3 separate regions of the Mus musculus genome follow, and all the other regions are linked to region 2. The links are chromatin contacts, called in public HiChIP or PLAC-seq maps. All regions are on one chromosome and are shown on one strand. Each heading gives the region's core, a stretch centred on a gene start, on an enhancer-like site or on the middle of the called end of the contact. The rest is flanking DNA. Distances are from core to core; before and after follow the strand shown.

Region 1 (2,760 bases), core at 85-2,584, 160 kb before region 2:
CTTTTCCTCCACTCATCTTTCATTTCTTTGTTTTTCTGTGCTTGTGTGCATAGGAACACATTGCCACCATGCTGATGTGAACTAGCACAGGCAGCTTTTTTATGTGGGTTCTGGGGTCACACCTGAATGGCTGGGCCTGCCTGGCTAACACTCTACTCACTGAGGCGTTCTTCTGGCCCTCACAGATTTTCTTCACCTCGCCCTTTAATTCTCTCTCTAGTAACCACTTTGTCTCAGTTATTGTATTTTCAGTTCTAGCTTGCTTTGTTACTAAGTATACTTTCTCTTTATTTGCTAGGATCATTTTTAAGACTTTACACCTTTGTTCATTGAGGAACTCTCATGGTGGCTGCTTTAAAACCATTGTATTAACCTGTCACTACACTGAAATACCCAAGGCAGGTTAATTTGTAAATTTTGAAAATGCTTATTTTGGTTCATGGGTTTGAGGGTCAATGCCTTAACAGCTCTGTTAATGTTCTGGTAAGGAACACCTGTGCTGCATCCTGTTGTAATAGACAACTCAGGTCTATGTGTGTCTTTATCTACTTTTACGAAGCTACCAGGGTTCAGTCACTAATGATTGAATTAATTCCCAAAGGCCTTACCACTAAAAGCAATTAGTATATTATTTACACTTTAACACTACTAACAACTCACGAATGGCATTTAGATTCCCACATGAGTTCTGGGAGGGAGCAAGGCCTCTAAAGGCAGGGGTCCTATAGACCCTTTTAAGACAGTCAGTCCTAGCATGTCCCCTCTGTGTGAGACAGTCCTAGCATGTCCCCTTTGTTTGGTGATCCTTCATCATATTGCCTCACCTGTCTCTAAGTGCCAGGTTTCTGTGACTGGGACTGAGTTCTGTATTACTCTTCTATATACATGGTCTATGATAGTTTCCCTCCCTTCAACTATTGTCACAGTGACTGAGCTCTTATGGAGTCATCATGAGGTTATCCCTATTGGCTGTACCCTTGGCTGTATTTATCTCATGACTCCAGTCTTATCCTTTCCAGGGGTCCACAAAGCTCTTTCTAGCATGCCCAGTGTCAGCGAGGGTGCAGTGGAACCACCAGTAGGCTGACCACTCTACCTAGACCACTCCACAAGTAGAAGGAAAGGTTTAGTGGGGAATCTAACTTCCAGGCTGTCTCAAAGTAGGGGGTAGAACAGCCAAAACGCTGGGAGAAGTCTTGTTAGTTTTAAGGAGACAGCTAGCAGTGAGGGAGGGAAGCATGTAAGCCAGAACAGCCTGCAAGTTAGAGCAAGGGGAGGTCTGATGTGGGCCAGAATAGCCTGGAAAGTACCAAGGGACTTTAATCTGTTACAGGTTTGTCTGACTGAGTTAATCAGGAACTAGATGCTCCTGCCAGAGGCAGTTGGCTGTAAGGGGTGGGTAAGGGAAGTGATGGCTTTTCCCAACAAACAGAAAGCAACTTTACAAGGGTTCTGAGGAATGTGGAGTTTAGGCTTTTGTTTGCCCACAGCGATCCTTCTGTTGACCTGGTCAGAGTCCAGCCTGAGCTGAGGCAGACTGTGTCATTGAGGACATTGTCAGCAGCACTGCTATTTGGGGGCCTGTGCTGGGTCCAACACCTAGTTATTTTGTTCCTCCTGCAGTTTCTTTATATTTGTATTGTAGTTGCCTTATTCACATAAAAGGGGCCTTTTACTTACAGGGTAAATGAGCCTTACTCTGAGTATTGCTCATACAGTGAATTAATTTATATATGTATTCACTTTACATCCTGATCACAGCCCCCCTCCCTCTTCTCCTCCAAGGTGTACCCTCACAACACCCTCCCCCCATTACTCCCTTTCCTTCTCCTCAGAAGTACCATGGGTACCAGCCTGCCCTGGCACATCAAGTCACAGCAGGACTAAGTGCATTCTCTCCTACTGAGATCAGACAAGGCAGCCCAGCTAGGGGATAGGGATCCAAAGGAAGGCAACAGAGTCAGAGAAAGGCCCCTCCCACCCCACTCCCCACCCCCACTCCAGTTGTTAGGAGACTCACATGAAGACCAAACTGCACATCTACTACAAATGTGGGGAGGGGGGAGGCTAGGTTGAACCCCTGCATGCTCCTTGAAAGGTTGGTGGTTCAGTCTGTGAACCCCCAAGGGTCCAGGTTTGTTGACTCTGTAGGTCTTCCTGTGGTGTCTTTGACCCCTCTGGCTCTTTCCATCCTTCTACCTTACCCCTCACTCTTTCACAAGACTCCCTGAGCTTGGCTGTGGGTCTCTGAATCTGTCTTTCCATCAGCTGCTGAATGAAACCTCTCAGAAGACATAGTAAAAATGGCCATCTTACCAAAAGCAATCTACAGAATCAATGCAATTCCCATAAGGTTTCCAACCCCGCTCTTTACAGAGCTTGAGAGAGCAATTATCAACTTCATATGGAAAAACGAAAAACCCAGGATAGCTAAAACAATCCTATTCAATAAAAGAACTTCTGGAGGTATCACTAACCTTGATTTCCAGCTGCACTATAGAACAATAGTAATAAAGACCTCATGGTATTGGGATAAAAACAGACAGGCTAATCAATGAATTAGAATTGAAGAGCCAGAAATAAGCTCAAATATCTATGGATACTTGAGTTTTGACAAACCAAAGCATACAATGGGGAAAAAAAAGCTTCTTCAACAAATGCTGGTGGTCTATCTAGATACCTGCATGTAGAAGAATGCAAATAGATTCATATTTATCAACTTGCACAAAACTCAAGTCCAAATGGGTCAAAGACCTCAAC
Region 2 (2,830 bases), core at 110-2,609:
TGTTTCCAGCCTAGGACAGAACTGGCTAGTGAGGGTGGGCTTAAAAAGCTCTCCTGCACTTGCCCAACAAAGCAGACACAAGTTTGGGCCTTATAATGACTGCTCCTCCCTGCTCACCAAGAGACCAGCCCCAGGTTCTCCAGCACCTCAGCTGGGCCAGCTTTCTCTAGCTCAAGCAGGTCAGCCCTGCTGTCTTACCCTAAGGGAGAAAACCCGGAACTCAGGACCTCAGGAAAGATTCTGTTGCCAGGCTGGCAGGGGTAGGCTCTGCCATCCATGCGCGGTACAGTGGTTGCTTTGGGCTGGAGGCCTCCGTAAGGGTGTCACTTCCTCTCCTCAGCATCACCATTGTAGAGCATCCCCATGAGCAGGTGCGAGCACTGTCTGGCACATCTCTGTCACGAGGTCCTTTTTTTGTTTTGTTTTGTTTTGTTTTGTTTTGTTTTGTTTTGTTTTGTTTTGTTCAGTCCTGAAGACTAGTTTCATCCACTGTACTCATTGGTACAACTTGCTCTTGTGGTCACATAGACGACTCTCTAGGATCCCAGTCTTGTCCCCTCTCATGTCCCGTCTCAGTCGACCTTTATCATCAAGAACAAGGATGGCCAGCACGTTCTAGATGGGGTTGGGTGTTGGGGTGACAGTTCCCAGGCGAGGGGAAACTGAATCTCTCTTGGAAAGAGATCTGGGGAAGACAGGTGATGGGACCGTGTTGGATTTTGTCTCCACTTCTGTGGAATGGAAAGGGCTGAACAGGTCTGGTGGCATCCTAAGACCCAGGGAGACAGCTTCTTTTACTACTTGGAATTGGCCAGTTTTGTTTATAAGTACAGCAGTGATGTGGAAGAGGTGGTCAGCAAGCTCCTTCCTCAAGACCCCCCAGTCAGGGCGGGATAGAGATGCTGATGTCACTCGCAGCCCAGCTGGGCCTCCTGCAGAGCTGTCTGTGACATCTGTTCCCAGCCATAAAGATCCCAGGGGACTCTGTACATGGGCAGGTCTGGGGGCCTGGGCAGGAAGTAGGTGTCATATACAGTATGAGGAAGAAGGGCAGCATGGGCTCTCTGCCTGGGAGACCCCCGGGCCCTGCAAGGCAAGGCTGACTTCAACTTCCAGACACTTCATTTCTTGGTCTTCCCTGAGGGTCCTCGTGTTTCAGGAGAGGCCAAAGACAAGCATGCACCTTTTGCCTGCGGATCTAGTCCGAGTAACCTACGTGAACAAAGGAGATGGGCCATGGCCCTGCTGATGAAAGATTTTTTTCTTCTTCTTTTCTGTAACTCTAAGCACCTAAGGAATGCTGTGGTCACAAGAGGGCCCGTTCTTTTGTTAGGATAAGACCACAAGGAAATGACCTTGCTGGGGACCTTGGGAGTGGCCTCTGCTGGGAATGGAAAGGCTAGGAGTTGACTCCTGGCTCCAGTGAGTGACAGGGAAGGCCCCGGGGCACTAGGCATAGCTGGGCAAGTCGCTCCCTTTTGATGGCTCCTGAGGGTCAGGACTTGAAGGCACTAAGTAGATCCATGTGTTTGTAGGGTAGGAAGTAGCAAGTTACACCCCCCTCCCCCACCCCAGGCTGAAACTCTGCCCACCTCGGGGATTTCTGTTTCCCAGACCTTCAGTGTCCTTGTGTGCTACCAACACCCAGGAAGGCTTTCTTTCTTTCTTTCTTTCTTTCTTTCTTTCTTTCTTTCTTTCTTTCTTTCTTTCTTTCTTTCTCTCTCTCTCTCTCTCTCTCTCTCTCTCTCTCTCTCTCTCTCTCTCTCTCTCTCTCTCTTTCTTTCTTTCTTTTTCTTTTTTTTTAAAGATTTATTTTTTTGCCAGGCAGTGGTGACACATGCCTTTAATCCCAGCACTTGGGAGGCAGAGGCAGGCATATTTCTGAATTCAAGGCCAATCTTGTCTACAGACTGAGTTCCAGGACAGCCAGGGCCACACAGAGAAATCCTGTGTCCAAAAATAAAAAAATAAAATAAATAAAAAGATTTATTTGTTTTATGTATATGAGTACATCATAGCTGTCTTCAGACACACCAGAAAAGGACATCTGATTCCATTACAGATGGTTGTGAGCCACCATGTGGTTGCTGGGAATTGAACTCAGGACCTCTGGAAGAGCAGTCTGTGCTCTTAACCTCGGAGCCATCTCTCCAGCCCCAGGAAAGTTTTCTAATGCTCTAGTCTTTCCTCGCTGGTCTGTGCCACCTTCCAGACCCCAGGATATCACAAAAATACCAAGACACATTTTCAACTTTGTACCTCCAAGATGCAATATAAACTCTCCTGTGTGCACATCTCTGGTGGCTGGACACCCTACTCGCCTCTACCTATGAGGACACTAGGCAGATTGGGTCAGACTCACTTGAATGACTCCAGGCAACCTGAGTTACCCTGAAAAGCCCTGTCTCCAAAGACATATTTTGAGGCATTGGGAATTATGAAGGAAATACAAATTTTGAGAGAGACATGATTCACCCCACAACGACCTGGGGTCAATTCTTGAAATAAATCACCTTCACAAGGACACCCCACATCCCAGGCTCTGCTTCCAGGGGAAGATAGACTGGGAGTGAAGCCCTAGCTTCCTAGTAAAGGAGGGATGAGGGGATGAGGCCCCCTCCACCCCTTGGTATAGGATGTACCTAACCCGAGATCACCTCCTGGCATTCACCGGGTAGCTGCTGGTATGTGGGGGGGGGGGGGGGGGTGGTACAAGTTTTAAGTCAGGAAAAAATGGAGAGGGGACCTAGGGTGGGATTCTATTCACACTTCCCAGTATTTGAAAACAGTGGTGCTGCTCAGAAACTGCTTCCATGTGTGTCTTTTGTTG
Region 3 (2,889 bases), core at 190-2,689, 170 kb before region 2:
GACCTTCTAGCAGCCTTTGTGAGGTATTTGCTTGCTTATGAAGGACGAATCTAGGCTAAACATTCTCGGAGGCCCTAGCTGTGCTAGTCCAGAGTTTGCCTTGATTCTGTGTCACAGACTCAATGGAATGATTTCTAAGGTATCTTTTCCATGTATGTGTGTGTTGTGTGCGCACGCATGCGTGCAAGACAAAGTTTCTTTTTGTAATAGCCTTGGCTGTCCTGGAACTCACTTTGTAGACTAGGCTTGCCTTAAACTCACAGAAATCTGCCTGCCTCTGCCTTCTGAGTACTGGGATTAAAGGCATTCAACACCATACACCAGCTCTCTAAGGTATCTTAAAGTAGCACTTTGCTCTGGGCTGTTTGACTTTTCAGGATTTCTTGTCCTTAAAGACAGTTCTTGGTTCTTTGAACTTAACAAGCACAGCCCAAACCTTGAGGTCTGTTGCCAGCTTATCTCACTCGATAACTTTAAAGTTATTCCTTCTACAGTCAAACAGAACATGCTAGACTCGACGCTAGACGCTTAACCACTGAGTTATGTACGCGCTGTTTTATGTCGCTCTGATTTTAGTGTTTTAGAATTTAATGTGTTTTAAGGTTTGGTGGTGGTAGTGGTCCTGCTGCTGCTGCTGCACCTAGGGTTCCAGGCATGCTCTGCAAGTCTGCTCCTGAGCCGCTTCCCTAGCCCTGCCCTGAAGTTTAGAAAGCTGAGAATATGTTTTATCATGAAGTGGGGGAACAGGAGCGTGTTGGCTGCCTGGGAAACTGATGCTTGTGCTCAGGACCCGACCTTCTGACCTCAGGCCAGGAAAGAATTTGAAGACTGGCTGCCTGTGCTCTTCTGTCAGTAGGGGATCTGCTTTGTGAGATGTATTCAGTTTTGCTCAGAAATCTCTAGTACTGTTAGAAAGCTCTGAAGCCAGGAGCTTGCTGCCTCTCAGAAATCAGTTTCTGCTTTATCACATAACCCCTGTCATGGAGCTTGATGTCTTTAAAGAGCACAGCCTTAGGCTTACTACATGGAGGTGGCAATCGAAGCTTTCTTACTGGTAAAACGATCTAATGTGTTGAATTCACTTCTCGGATCTGTACAGTGGGAGTCCACCTCAGGCTCTTAGACCTAATACAGTAGGTGTCAGCTCTAGTCTTTATTTCTGATCTAAGGATCTTGTACTTCAAGGGAAGCTTGTTTCCCTTTTTCTTTGCTTGACCTAAGCAGTTGCTTCTGAGTTTTCAAACCCTGTGCTTCCGAGACCAGAACCAGTGGTTGCTGTGCCTATCTCTGGTAAGCTCATCTCATTCCTTCTAAACTTTGCTAGACTTCATTTTCTTTCATTTGTTCATCTACATGGCTGCCTTTTTCCCAGGCTGGGTCCAGATTCTTCACATTCCTCTTCAGCCGCAGAACTGGCACAGAACTCTAGCAAATAGCTGATGAGGACAATGTGTATTGGGGTGGTGACCACATGTTATGCAACCGCTAATGCAGACTAGTGTTAGAATCCCACTGTGGCCGTGGTGCTGCATTCCCTGGATAGACTACGGATGTGCGCGTGGCATTCACACCCATCTTACAACTACTTGGCTTCTCGAGTGATCTGAAGAATGCAAGCTTTACTACCTGTGTCTTCAGCTCAGACTTCCTCCAGAGCTCTAGACTCAGAGCCAGCTCTGTTTGATGAATCCACAGGCACACTGAATAGACGTTCCCATCCAATGTTTACACCAGACTCCCAGTCTTTTCCACACCAGCCCTAACCACAGTCTGCCTAGTCTCAGTGAATCAAAACTTTCCTTCCCAACTTATCAGCCTGTTTAGGCCCCCTCCCCCAGCAACTCTTGATTTCTTTTTATCGGTCACACCAAGATCTAGTCTGTTTGGAGGACTGCTGACTGAGCTTTCAAACATACCTAGCATAGCAGCCGCCCTGTCCTCCCTGTTCTGAGCCACCGTCATCTCATCCCTGCAGGTCCTGTGGCCAGCTTTCAGGACTTGAGTTGGGAGCCAGGAGTAGGAGGGAACAGAGCACTGGCCAGCTTTCTTCCTTGAACCAAGAGCTGAGAGAGAAAAATTTTGTTAAAAATGCTTCTTTGAACTAAAATTGTACTTAAAGAATAAAGCTCAAACAGGACAGAGACTAGCTGAGAGCTGCTTGTTTTGCAGTCTGGTTTTGCTTTCAGCTCGTGATCTGCCTCAGTTTACTGTGTGCTGGGGTTAGAGCTGTGTCAGTTTAACGGAACTTCTTTATCACGCCTGACCTTCAGAATCTGCCGCCCAACGCTTAGAGGACAGGGGATACAGCCTAAGTTTGAATGTCAGTACTAACCTAATAAAGAACTCCTGAAAGTACTTAGTGGAGATGTCCCCTACCTCTGATCATCAGGAAAATGTATTTCTGTGACCTGTGAGTGGAATGAGGAAAAGTCTCCTTGAAAAATGAATAGCCAAGCTGACTCTCCCTGGCTGAGCCCGGTGCTGTTACTCTGTATGTCACCTTGACTGTGCCACTATGTCCACACAGTTGTTAGACATTCTCACACACTTGGGAGGATGTTTGGAGATGACATTAACTTTGCGGTTAGTAGACGGACTGGTGCAGTGAGCTCTGCCCAGTCAGATGGAGGCCTGAGCAGGTCACAAAGACTGGCTGCTTGCGCTGCATTATGGCCCTTTCCTGCCTCACTAGAAATGCTTGTGCTAGGCTGCGAGTCTGACGGCTTCTGACCCGGAGCGGTGTGTTGTTTCTCCTGGGTCTCCATTTGCTGACTGTGATTTGGTGCTGAGCAGTCTTCATTACCGTTCTTTAGAGTTAATTTTGCTAACTTTCGCTGTTCGTTTGCTAATCCAGCCACTCATCCATCCTCACATCTTCTTGGCTGCTTT

The links. HiChIP or PLAC-seq counts read pairs in DNA pulled down with a chosen protein or histone mark.
Region 1: a contact with region 2 is called in a FOXA1 HiChIP or PLAC-seq map of pancreatic cancer cells. The contact joins two enhancer-like sites. A contact is called at or near these places in 2 of 484 Hi-C or Micro-C datasets (liver and nephron progenitors) and 2 of 115 datasets of contacts at active chromatin or transcription factors (embryonic stem cells and pancreatic cancer cells).
Region 3: a contact with region 2 is called in an HNF4G HiChIP or PLAC-seq map of pancreatic cancer cells. The contact joins two enhancer-like sites. A contact is called at or near these places in 3 of 484 Hi-C or Micro-C datasets (the HL-1 cell line, myocytes and nephron progenitors) and 3 of 115 datasets of contacts at active chromatin or transcription factors (embryonic fibroblasts, embryonic stem cells and pancreatic cancer cells).

Annotation. Positions count from the first base shown.
Region 1 is chr17:31,964,440-31,967,199 of GRCm38.p6, reverse strand. The region is part of intron 7 of Hsf2bp (heat shock transcription factor 2 binding protein); the gene reads left to right. Among named protein-coding and RNA genes, the nearest start is that of Gm30571, 53 kb to the right of the region's middle. Within about 2 kb of position 1,334, at least 93 of the 459 cell types and tissues checked have an H3K27ac peak or open chromatin away from gene starts, as enhancers often do. A contact at or near this core is called in pancreatic cancer cells, where this site is marked.
Region 2 is chr17:31,806,845-31,809,674 of GRCm38.p6, reverse strand. No RefSeq gene overlaps it. Among named protein-coding and RNA genes, the nearest start is that of Gm41563, 17 kb to the left of the region's middle. Within about 2 kb of position 1,359, at least 79 of the 459 cell types and tissues checked have an H3K27ac peak or open chromatin away from gene starts, as enhancers often do. A contact at or near this core is called in the HL-1 cell line, embryonic fibroblasts and pancreatic cancer cells, where this site is marked.
Region 3 is chr17:31,981,596-31,984,484 of GRCm38.p6, reverse strand. All of the region lies in intron 7 of Hsf2bp (heat shock transcription factor 2 binding protein), which reads left to right. Among named protein-coding and RNA genes, the nearest start is that of Hsf2bp, 51 kb to the left of the region's middle. Within about 2 kb of position 1,439, at least 94 of the 459 cell types and tissues checked have an H3K27ac peak or open chromatin away from gene starts, as enhancers often do. A contact at or near this core is called in the HL-1 cell line, embryonic fibroblasts and pancreatic cancer cells, where this site is marked.